Regions from separate parts of the Sus scrofa genome. Here regions 1, 2 and 3 are each linked to region 4. A link is a contact called in public HiChIP or PLAC-seq and promoter capture Hi-C data. All regions are on one chromosome and are shown on one strand. The core of a region is the stretch at or near the end of the contact, and the rest is flanking DNA. Distances in the headings are between cores, read along the strand shown.

What was found. Promoter capture Hi-C pulls out the DNA fragments that hold promoters and counts their contacts. HiChIP or PLAC-seq counts read pairs in DNA pulled down with a chosen protein or histone mark.
Region 1: a promoter capture Hi-C map of liver shows a contact between it and region 4, with 3 times the contacts expected there. The contact joins the promoter of LOC106510528 here to the promoter of ZFP14 in region 4. A contact is called at or near these places in 2 of 5 promoter capture datasets (fetal liver and liver), 1 of 47 Hi-C or Micro-C datasets (heart right ventricle) and 2 of 2 datasets of contacts at active chromatin or transcription factors (alveolar macrophages and skeletal muscle).
Region 2: a contact with region 4 is called in an H3K27ac HiChIP or PLAC-seq map of alveolar macrophages. The contact joins the promoter of ZNF829 here to the promoter of ZFP14 in region 4. A contact is called at or near these places in 1 of 47 Hi-C or Micro-C datasets (skeletal muscle) and 1 of 2 datasets of contacts at active chromatin or transcription factors (alveolar macrophages).
Region 3: an H3K27ac HiChIP or PLAC-seq map of alveolar macrophages shows a contact between it and region 4. The contact joins the promoter of ZNF260 here to the promoter of ZFP14 in region 4. A contact is called at or near these places in 1 of 5 promoter capture datasets (liver) and 2 of 2 datasets of contacts at active chromatin or transcription factors (alveolar macrophages and skeletal muscle).

Annotation. Positions count from the first base shown.
Region 1 is chr6:45,742,523-45,745,353 of Sscrofa11.1, forward strand. LOC106510528 (zinc finger protein 461) reads left to right here and starts at 1,322. Exons shown (of 4, transcript XM_021097140.1): 1 at 1,322-1,468. The coding sequence starts at 1,460.
Region 2 is chr6:46,120,226-46,122,960 of Sscrofa11.1, forward strand. It overlaps ZNF829 (zinc finger protein 829), which reads left to right and starts at 1,301. Exons shown (of 6, transcript XM_013998466.2): 1 at 1,301-1,577; 2 at 2,232-2,305. The coding sequence starts at 2,273. ZNF568 (zinc finger protein 568) reads right to left here and starts at 1,281. Exons shown (of 8, transcript XM_021097146.1): 1 at 1,110-1,281.
Region 3 is chr6:45,856,711-45,859,410 of Sscrofa11.1, forward strand. It overlaps ZNF260 (zinc finger protein 260), which reads left to right and starts at 1,364. Exons shown (of 5, transcript XR_002345315.1): 1 at 1,364-2,700.
Region 4 is chr6:45,986,403-45,989,140 of Sscrofa11.1, forward strand. It overlaps ZFP14 (zinc finger protein 14 homolog), which reads left to right and starts at 1,258. Exons shown (of 4, transcript XM_013998455.2): 1 at 1,258-1,368.

The DNA of each region.
Region 1 (2,831 bases), core at 72-2,571, 240 kb before region 4:
CGAGGTCAGGGATAGAACCCTCAACCTCATGGTTCCTAGTCGGATTCATTAACCACTGAGCCACTATGGGAATTCCCATCATTGTCTTTTTATAGGTAGTAAACTCAATCTCACACACTTGTAATACTGCAGTCTCTCATGTAGTTACTAATATAAAATCACAACCATATACACTATCTCTATCAAGATTTTAACTTACATAAGTTGCCTTCTAACACACACAAAAATGTATCTACCAAATCTCTCATGTGATCTCCTACCCAATCATACTCAGTTAAAATATCAAACTCAAATCACAGCATTATACTCACTCACTGAACATATATTTTCACTGTCATAAAATTCATCCAGAGATTTGGCTCTAGTCACAAACCACTTTCACAAACTTCGTACGTTTCACTCAACACTCTCTCCCAGTGATAGTCTCAAGTGCACACCATCTCACACATATGATCAAGAATCGACAAAGAAACACAATCCCATGTTCTCACAGATACATTTCCTCACACAAGAGATAGGGTTTCTGGCCTCTCAGCAAGGTTAAAAATCTTTACCATAGATTTGTCCCTTCTGGCAGTTAATCTGTACTAGTTTCCACCCCTCTCAGTTAATTCCAGTCTCTCATGCACACTTAGACACACAGTATCACCTCACAACCCCCCCCTCCCCTCCACCGCCAAGATAAGGCTCAGAACCAGTTCACCCTTCACCAGGAATCTGTGATTCATCCATTCGGTGCCTCCTAGTCCTAAGAGACAAGCTTCCTCCCTTCTCTAGTGAAATTCACCCGCGGACACTCGCCACAGCCAAATCCTCCCAGTAGTCACAGGTAGACCTGGCACACTGAATGTTACAAGGTCATTGCCTGTGTAACCGCGCCACCCGCAATCATGAGTAACCAATCACTGTCTCAAGCGCATACCTAAATCACATCACATTATGCCACCACACAAACACTGCGCGTGGCCAAGCTCACCGCCTAAACCTATACAAGTATGCACCACATCCGCTTTCACATACGAGTTTTCTCACGCTTGACACCCTCCACTCGCTGTCACATAATCCTCTCCCTCTCGATCTGACGCGCTTTCGGATACGTGGACAGAAAACACATCCAGCATAGCAACCGCACAGCAGAGGCTGAAGCTCTCTGCATCAGATCCGAGTTTGCGCCCCTCAGTTGGGCGGTGGTGGCATCTCTCATAGCCTCATTGAAAGCGCGCAGGTGCGGCAGGAAGTCTGGCGGAAGATCTACCTACTTCGCTAGCCTCCCAGGCTCCTTGCTCGCGGACTACGTTTCCCAGAGCCCACAGCGCGCCAGAGCTACTTCCGGTAGGAACGTCGGGTGAATGGTCAGCGGCAGAGGCGGTTGAGGGCTTCCCAGGACGGGTTCAGTAGGCAGGGCTCTGCGTGGGTCCTGGAATTCGAGTCAGAGCTTGGACCAGAGCTCCTCCTGAGGATGCTGAAGGTAACGAATCCTGTCGCCCCAGGACTGGCAAGAGGAGTGTCTGGAGTGTTAGGTTTCTAAGTGCAGGAGCAACCGGAGGGAGGGATTAGGATGTGGGTGTGTGACGGAAATTAGTCTCCGGACTAAGTGTATTTGGCTGTTGTGACAGCTCCTGGAGTCATGCTTTTGTGACAGTGTAATTGTGTGCATGGGCATATGTGTAAATGACGTTTGTGTTTGTGACCATGATTGCAATTGGCTCTTTGTGTAAGCCCCATTTATTTATATAAAAGAAAAGCACATTTACACAAACCCTTACAACCACGCAACGAAGTAGTTAGGGAGACATTCCAGTAGTCACCTGTGGATTCATACACGCGTCATAAAACCAAAATCACATAAGCTACCCCATGTTTATTATCACAAAACTTCAGGCAAAGCGACATATATTATAGCAACAGCAAGTAATGAAAACAAAAAAACTACTCTTGGAGTTCTCTTATGGCTCATCAGGTTAAGGATCCAACTGCACTATCACCTTGCAGTGGCTTGGGTCACTCCTGTGACCCGGGTTCGATCCCTGGCCTAGGAACTTGCACATGTCACAGGCGCAGCCAAAAAACAAACAAGCACTACCCTTGCCAACTTAGTCTACTTCCTCAACTGAAGAGCTCTCACAGGATCTGAAGAGCTCACACAAGAATCATAGAAATAGAGAACATAACATAGAGCAGAAACTTATGACCTAGAACATAGAAACATAGCTCACACAATCATAGAAATGTAGTCTCCACGGCTCTGGCTACTGCATATCACACTCAAAAGTCACACAAAGTTTGAGCTGCAGGAAAAGCCTGTTATCTCATAATTTTTCTCTGCCTCACTATTTCTGCCATTCCCCTTAGAAACACCTCGAATGGGGAGTTCCCGTCGTGGCGCAGTGGTTAACGAATCCAACTAGGAACCATGAGGTTTCGGGTTCGATCCCTGCCCTTGCTCAGTGGGTTAACCATCCAGCGGTGCCATGAGCTGTGGTGTAGGTCGCAGACGTGGCTCGGATCCCGCGTTGCTGTGGCTCTGGTGTAGGCTGGCAGCTACAGCTCCGATTAGACCCCTAGCCTGGGAACCTCCCATATACCGTGGGAACGGCCCAAGAAATGGCACAAAGACCAAAAAAACCCCACCTCAAATGGGCTAAAAGAATAGCACTGTTGCATGTACAAAAAGTGTCTAAGATTATTGAGTGCTGCTTCTTCCCTGAAATGTTCATATTAACCTTCAAAAATTCCTTTGTTATGGGAGTTCCATTGTGGCTCAGCAGTAAGGAACCTGACCAGTATCCTTGAGGATGTGGGTTCAATCCCTGGCCTTGCTCAGTGAGTTA
Region 2 (2,735 bases), core at 51-2,550, 130 kb after region 4:
GGGTCTAATCGGAGCTGTAGCCACCGGCCTACACCAGAGCCACAGCAACTCGGGATCCGAGCCGTGTCTGCAACCTACACCACAGCTCACGGCAACGCCGGATCGTTAACCCACTGAGCAAGGGCAGGGACTGAACCCGCAACCTCATGGTTCCTAGTCGGATTCATTAACCACTGCGCCACGACGGGAACTCCAGGAAAAGAAATTTTAAGGATGCTTTTAAGATCTGTCTTGTACTCTGGTGATCCACCATGAGAAGAACATGTCCTGGTAACCACTGTCCTTTTAGCCTGAGCTGCAGAAAGAACGCCTATGGAGCAGGTCTGAATCCATTCTGCAGCCCATCCATCCAGGCAGGCCCAGCCTAGGTAAAATGAACATAAAGGACCTGTAACCCTATGAACAAGAAAATAAATGCTTGCTGTTGTATTCCACCGAGTTTAAGAGCTGTTTGTCAGGCAGCATTATTATAATGACAATAAATAATACATATAATAAAAAAAGCCAAAAGAAGGCCCAAAAAATAAATAAATAAAATAAATCTGGACAATGTCACCAAAGGAAAGAGGGCTAACAAAGAGTGGGCAATGAGGAAAAAGGACCACTTGAAACCAAATACAATTTTTTTCAAGCGGTTACCAATTATGCCTACACAGAAGTCAACTCAGGCAAGACAAGAACCACTACACAAATTACAATTGCCAACACCTCACCACACTCACACATTGCACATCCACCTAGCAATTACACAAACAACACCACAAACGTTTTCATAAATCACAATCACGAACATCACCATTACACATCCTATCACAATTACTCCATCACACTCATACACAACCACACCCCCATCACTCTCACATCACCACAATCTCTCTCTCTCTCTCACTCACACACACACACACACACACACACACACACAGTAACTCTCCACCACAGTTTCTCGTTCTGAGAACTCCAACAACTCTCCAGGAGCATTCTCCGCACTGCCGCTACTCCAAACACTTGGGGCCTCCTTAAAGGCTCCACCCCTTTAGCCGCGCGCTGATGCTGCCCAGATGGCTTGAGCCCCTTCCTTAAGTCCCGCTCTGGGGACACGGCAGCGTCACCTGCCGGAAACGCCCGAATGCACATCTAGCGCGCAGTTTCCGAGAGGATGGATGAAGGAGACCCGAGGAAGGCCCGGGCCAGGCGCTGGCAACGTCGAACCACCCCACCGCGTCTGCCTCCCAACGGACGTTCCACAACACAACACCTCCCAGAAGGCCTCACGGCTTGACTCAACTTCCGGCCAGAACAGAGGGGGCGTTTCCTGTGTGAGGGAGACCGGGGTGAGCCTGGTCGGCTCAGGTGGTTAAGCCCGAGTGCCCGAGCTACCGCGCGTGGCGTCTCTGAGGCCCGACTAAATTCACAGTTGCGGGGGCAGTCGATCAGGGTGAGCCCTAGCAGGGCGCTGAGAGAAATCAGCTGTGGGGCCCACTGTGGACCACATTTCCCAGAGGGCCTAGCGGCCGGTCGCTCTTCTCGCAGGAACTCGAAATTTGCGTCACGCCTGGCGGGACTGTTAGATCCATGAGGTGGGCGATCGTGGGCCCGTGGGGCACTGGTTCAGCTCTGCGGGTTGGGATCCTGGGGGACCTGGAGGAGGCTGAAATTGAGGAGGCCAGAGGCTGATACGGAGGCTGGTGCTTGTGCCTGTGCGGGCGGAACGGACTGAAAAAGGGGAGATTTTGCGACCCTTTTGCATATGGGGTTGTGACCGTGTGTCCCTATGGTGGTGTGTGATTGTGACCACGCGACACTAGGATACCTGCGGCTATGCGAATGTAACATGTGTTCCATGGTGAGTTTGGTATATTATCTGTGTTGCCATGTGTGGTTCTATGTGTGCAGGTGTGGAGTGTGTGTTCCCTTGTTTTAAGTATGTCTGTGCCTCATGAATGTAGCACCGCGTTTATGGGTAGGAGGCTCCTGTCAACTGTGCGATTGTTACTTCACAGCTCTGTCTCTAGGAAACCTCTGTGAGGTTTGGTCAGACTTTAGTCCTCGACAGCTGTAACCTCAACTTTCTCCTGAAACACTGAAATTGGGTGGGACGCCCCATTTTCCTCTGATCTCCATTCCCTGAGTGTGTGCTGAGGCTTAGGGCTGAGACTGGGGCTGAGCCCTGACTTGACCAGTTTGAGCAATCAGAAAAACCTGGTGTCTCAAACTATTACTTTCTCATCTAGTTCTACCCTTTGCCAAGTGAGGAGCAGAAGAGAAGGAAAGAATGCATGCTGAACTTCTACAAGCAGTGTCCAAAGTATGTTGAAGTTTCTTTTTTGCTTTCCTTCTTCTGAAAATTAATGCTTAATAAAGATATGTCACTTGAGGAGTTCCTGTTGTGGCTCAGTGGGTTAAGAACCCAACAAATAGGACACAGGTTCAATTCCTGGCCCTGCTCAGTGGGTTAAGGATCTGTGTGGCCATGAGCTGTGGTGTCTGCTAATGTGGCTTGGATTTGGCGTGGCCATGGCTGTGGCTGGCAGCTGCAGCTCCAGTTTGACCCCTAGCCTGGGAACTTGCATATGCTGCAGGTGCCACCCTAAAAAGACCAAGAAAAAAAAGATACCTCTCTCTCCCTTTTTTTTTTTTTGTCTTTTCAGGGCTGCACCTGTGGTACATGGAGGTTCCTAGGCTAGGGGGTCCAACTGGAGCTGTAACTGCTGGCCTACACCATAGCCAGAGCAACA
Region 3 (2,700 bases), core at 114-2,613, 130 kb before region 4:
GTTACCAGGCTAGGGGTCAAATCAGAGCTATAGCTGTCGGCCTACACCACAGCCACAGCAATACCAGATTGAAGCCGCCTCTGTGAACTACACCACAGCTCAAGGCAGCACTGAATCCTTAACTCACTGACTGAGGCCAGGGATAGAACCTGCGTCCTCATGGAACCACAACAGGAACTCCAAAATCAGGATGTTTGTAGCAATACAGACTGGATACTGCGTTAGTCACACATACAATAAAACAACACTAATGTTAAAAATATTCTCAAATAGGAGTTCCCGTCGTGGCACAGTGGTTAACGAATCCGACTAGGAACCATGAGGTTGCGGGTTCGGCCCCTGCCCTTGCTCAGTGGGTTAACGACCCGGCGTTGCCGTGAGCTGTGGTGTAGGTTGCAGACGCGGCTCGGATCCCGCGTTGCTGTGGCTCTGGCGTAGGCTGGTGGCTACAGCTCCGACTGGACCCCTAGCCTGGGAACCTCCATATGCCGCGGGAGCGGCCCAAGAAATAGCAACAACAACAACAACAACAAAAAGACAAAAGACAAAAAAATAATAATAATAATAAAATATTCTCAAATAACTCAATTATGTGAGAAGTTATAATAACATCACTTAAATGAAAACATAAAAAATATATATGTATCTATATATCTTCATATGTGTACACGTGTAAAAACAAAATAGCACACAAGATAAACTGTTTGCCATATTAATTTTAAAAATTAGGAAGTTCAAGGAAGACGTTTCCAAAGAGAAATACTAGGTTCCAGGTTAATGACGGGTCTTTGTTATGCGTTTGCCAAGAAAAAAAAAATCACTTCCTGAAAAAAACAAAGCGAAAATATCGTCACCTTTAAAAAGACTTTTAGATGTCACAACTAATATTTTCTCCTCCTCTGAGATTTCTCTTGGAAGAGGACTATGTTAGCTAGACAGCAGTAAGTAAAAAATGGGGTTAAACCAAAGTGTGCTTGGTTTTGCAGAAACCGTTAAATTGCATAAAGTTCCAAACACCACATGTTTCAAAAAATTAGTGGGAACAAACAACCAAAACACATGTTTGCTTACAGATTTTGGCAACCTAGAGTAACCTTTGCCTCTTTAATATGCCTGCCTTTTCGAGACTATGCATTGCCCCTCACCCCCACCCCGGGTTTAAAACTTCTCCCTCCAGCTCTGGAGAAACAGTGCTTTGAGAGCTATCTCCCTGTCTCCTTACTTGTCACAAGTAATACATGCTTCTGCTTTAATCGAAAGCACGTGGTGTGTTTATTGGCTCCGCACTACAAGGGACAGACCCAATGAGCCGCTAATAGACCGAGATGGGCAAGAACAACTTTTTTTTTTTTTTTTTAGGGCACACCCGCGGCATATGGAGGTTTCTAGGCTAGGGGTCCAATCGGAGCTACAGCTGCCAGCCTACGACCCACATCACAGCTCACCGCAACGCCGGATCCTTAACCCACTGAGCGAGGCCAGGGATCAACAGCAACCTCATGGTTCCTAGTCGGATTCGTTTCTGTTGCGCCACGAAGGGAACTCCCGAACCTTTCTTGGGGTCCAAATGATAAAGTCACCTTACTCCCTTGCCCTCCCGCCCCCAAAAGAGGAAGGCTAACAGAGAAGATCTAGGCTTCCACTTTAACCTCAATATCATATTCAAGGTCTTTACTGCTAAGGGGAAGAGCCATCCCGTTTCTCACATATGACTATACGTGACACACAGTGCCGACCCTCAAATTTACGCATCCAGTGCTGCACAGTCACATATCTACCGCTAGACACAAAGGTAACAACCTCAGTCATAAATTCTTCCCTCCGCACAGTGCCACACAGTTTCCGTTGGGACGCAGTCACAGAAGCACAATCACAAAACTCCCTATGCCTGCACACAAAGAGGAACACATGGTCATTTAGAAAAAATTCACACACCTACCACAGGGACACACAGTATCACACCACGGCGACTCGCTACGTAAAACTCCTCACATACATAAACACGGTATCACACACAGTCACAAAAAAAAGACACATCACTGAAGCACAGAGTCACACACAACTTCATAACCGACACTCCCCTCCCCAAACCCGCCCATTCCGCCTGAACAGACTTAAAACAAGTCTTGATCCCGGTTCCGCGAGACAGACGTTTCACCTCCAATCTCCCGCGCAGGGCATCAGCGGCCGGGCTCAACCACTCGAGACTAAGGCCCGGCTGCCGAAGAGCTCCGCTCAGAGCCGCCGCCGGAGACCGCGGCGCCCTCTGGGAAATGTAGTTGAGCGCCGCACTCGCGAGGGACAAGATGGCGCCGGGGGTGAACCCGGCCAAAGAGATCCGCCCACCACTCCATTCTTCACCCCTGCTCGCCCCCAACCTCAAACGCGCCCTGGAGCTTGGCGCTCCTGGCATACCCTGGCACTGTGGCTTCTAGTGGGAATCACCCCAGCGTGCTTAAAGTGAGCTTATTGTATATAACCCGAGGCATATCACTGCCCTCTCCCAGAAGTAGACCTAACACAGGTAGAATGTTATTTACCTAAGTCCTGAGGCTCAGCCTAGAGACACTTGTCCCCCGACAAGGGAGACAGTGCCAAAGCTATGGTGGAGTTGAGAAAGCGCGAAAGACGATTGGAATCACTGAAACTTCTGGGAAATGTAGTCCACAGTCACCAAAGTGGGCGACCGACCAACATCAT
Region 4 (2,738 bases), core at 8-2,507:
GAAGGGTCAATTCATCGGGAAGACACACAATCATAAATGTGCACGTACTATAATAATGGAGCTTCAAAATATATGAAGCAAAAACTGAAATTCACAATCATAGTTTTCATGTGACTCCTACTTCATATCTTCCTGTTTGCAAAATGAGAACTAAGATTAGCCTAGACATTTTCAAATACTTTCTAAAGTTTTATATTTTTAAAAAAAGTTTTATGTTCTTGAGAGAAGAAAAATTCTTCCTTCTATTAACTAATACATAAAAAATGTAAGATGGAGAAGCTGCTACAGTGTAGTCCCTGGTAGGCTTATCCGGTTTCTTAGGAATGAACCCAGGACGGGATGAATTCAATTATTACTCATCTGAGAGACTTCGGAAGACACCCTTCCTAATGTTCACTTTTCAATCGTCCTCATCAGTATGTATGTATGTATTTAACAGGGCTTGAAAATACTTTGAAGCAATACCGGGTAGAACTAAAAGGAAAATAGAAATAGACACACCTCTCTTAGTAATTACTAGGACTAGATTTTTTAAAAATCAGTAAGGATAAATAACATCTAAATGACAATACCCACTACCTTAACCTAACAGATTTTTACAGAACTATCCGTCCACAAGCTCAAGAGGGAAGGAGGGGGAAAAAAAAAAAAACCAAAACAATCCGGGAGAGAATAGGAAGGGAGGAGGGAGCGAGCACTAAGCAACCTCTGTGTGTCCAGGTTCTGCTAGGGTTTGGAGGATATTGAGACTTTTTTTCCCCCCCCAGGGCCGCACCTGCAGTTTATGGAAGTTACCAGCCTAGGGATCGAATTGAAGCTGCAGCTGCTCGCCAGCCACAGGCTGGATCCCAGCCTCGTCTGCTACCTACACCACAGCTCATGGCGATGCTGGATCCTTACTTAACCCACTAAGCGAGGTCAGGGATCGAACTCGCATCCTCATTGGTACTAGTTGGGTTCGCTTCCTAAGCCACAACGGGAACTCCGGATTTTGAGTCTTGAGGTACAACCACGTCCTGCTTGGGTATACACACCCGAGCACCTGCTATGTGCGTAGTACATATATTAGGTGCCTGCTGCACTTCTCTTAGCACTAGTAGGGGTTTCTCAAAAACAACGCTAACCCAAGTTCGAGGAGGGTGCCTCGGTCAGCCTGGGACAGCCTCGAAGGCTCTCAGGCAGCAGTCCAACCGTCTCGGAGACTCAAGGACCCTGGGGATTCTCCGCCTGAGCTGGACAACCCGCACTTGCGCATTCGGCGCAGCCAGCTGGGGCGCGGACCAGGCCCTCCCTAGCCGGGACTACATCTCCCACAGGCCTCTGCGCCTACTTTCCTTCCGCCTTCCTTGCTGGTGTCGGCTCGGAGAGGTGAGTTGCTCGCGTGCATTGAGGAAATGGGCGCGGGGGCGGCGCGGGGGCGGCGCGGCCCTGTGTGTGCAGGGCTGCAGTGACTGTGTAGTTTGTGACGCTGAGTGGACATTGGGTTCCCCGATGCATCCTCTGTCCGCCCGCTTCGGGGCCGCACAGATGCAGCGGCCCAGAATGGCTCCGAGTTAGATTTATGAACCCCACAGTGAAGGCCCCTAACAAAAAGACGCAGTCTGAAGAACAACAGCTTTCAAAGCCACAGCTTAACCAGAGCTCCCTCCCAAGGCAGCTCTAGAGAACTCGTAGACAGATACCAGCCCAGGTCTTTGTACTCTGGCCGTTCTCTCTGATACCGGGAAGGGTCAGCTTCACCCCAGGCTCCCTGTTATTTCCATCGGGTTTGGTGTGTGGTGGATGGTGGGAGAAAGTGTGGTAGTGAAACCGGACACGGTCCTGTGGGGCTCCTGGGCGCAAGAGTAGCGGGGGTGTGTCTTTAGCCTGGCCTGGCTTACCTCCAAAAAAAGGCTCAGTGCGTTGAGATTCCTGTTTCCTTACCCCAGCCTGCTGATCTTTAGGACGGAGAGAGAAAGGAGGAAATAATTGCATATATTTATATTTGTGTATGTATATGCACATATGTATATATATATGAGTTTGTTTTTTCTCTTTGTTCCATGAAATGTAATTTTTATTTTTTCTGGACATGGTGGTATTTGCTTCTCCTGATGAAAGAGTGAAAAAATCAGGTCGGACCGAAAAGAGAAAAAGCGACGCTCCCATTAATGAGATTGGAAAAGAAAAGATAAAGCCAGCTGCAGAGTTAATAGAAAACATTATTTCTGCCCAGGTCATGCAGCAGTTGTAAAATGCTCCCTGTTTGAGAGCTTAAAGTGTGCTTACCAATGATGCTACTTTTATTTTATTACTAGAGATACTCAGTTGCTAAATTACCCTCACTTCACTGATAGCACTTAATCTCCAGTTAATCCTTGCCTCTTCTGTTCTCACCTCAGAAACAGCAGTGGTTCCAGAATTGTTCCCACTTCCTCAGGTTCCTTCAGTTGGAGCTCAGCTCTTTACAGAAGAGGTTTTCTTATCCTTTTTGTTGCCGAAACTCGGCTTCTGTCCACTGGTGCTGAATAGAAACACAGAGTTTTGGGTGAAAGAGGAAAAAAGTAGCCCTTATTGCCTTGCCAGGCAGAGGAGGCCACAGCAGGCTAATGCTTTAAAGACTGTGCCCTACATTGAAAAGTACTGCAGGGAGTTTTATAGTAAAAAGAAGAAAAACAGGTTTCTGGATAAGAATCAGGGTTGAGGGCAAATATGCATTCTTCTTTCTTTGGGGGAAATCTTTATAGTCATCGAGGTTG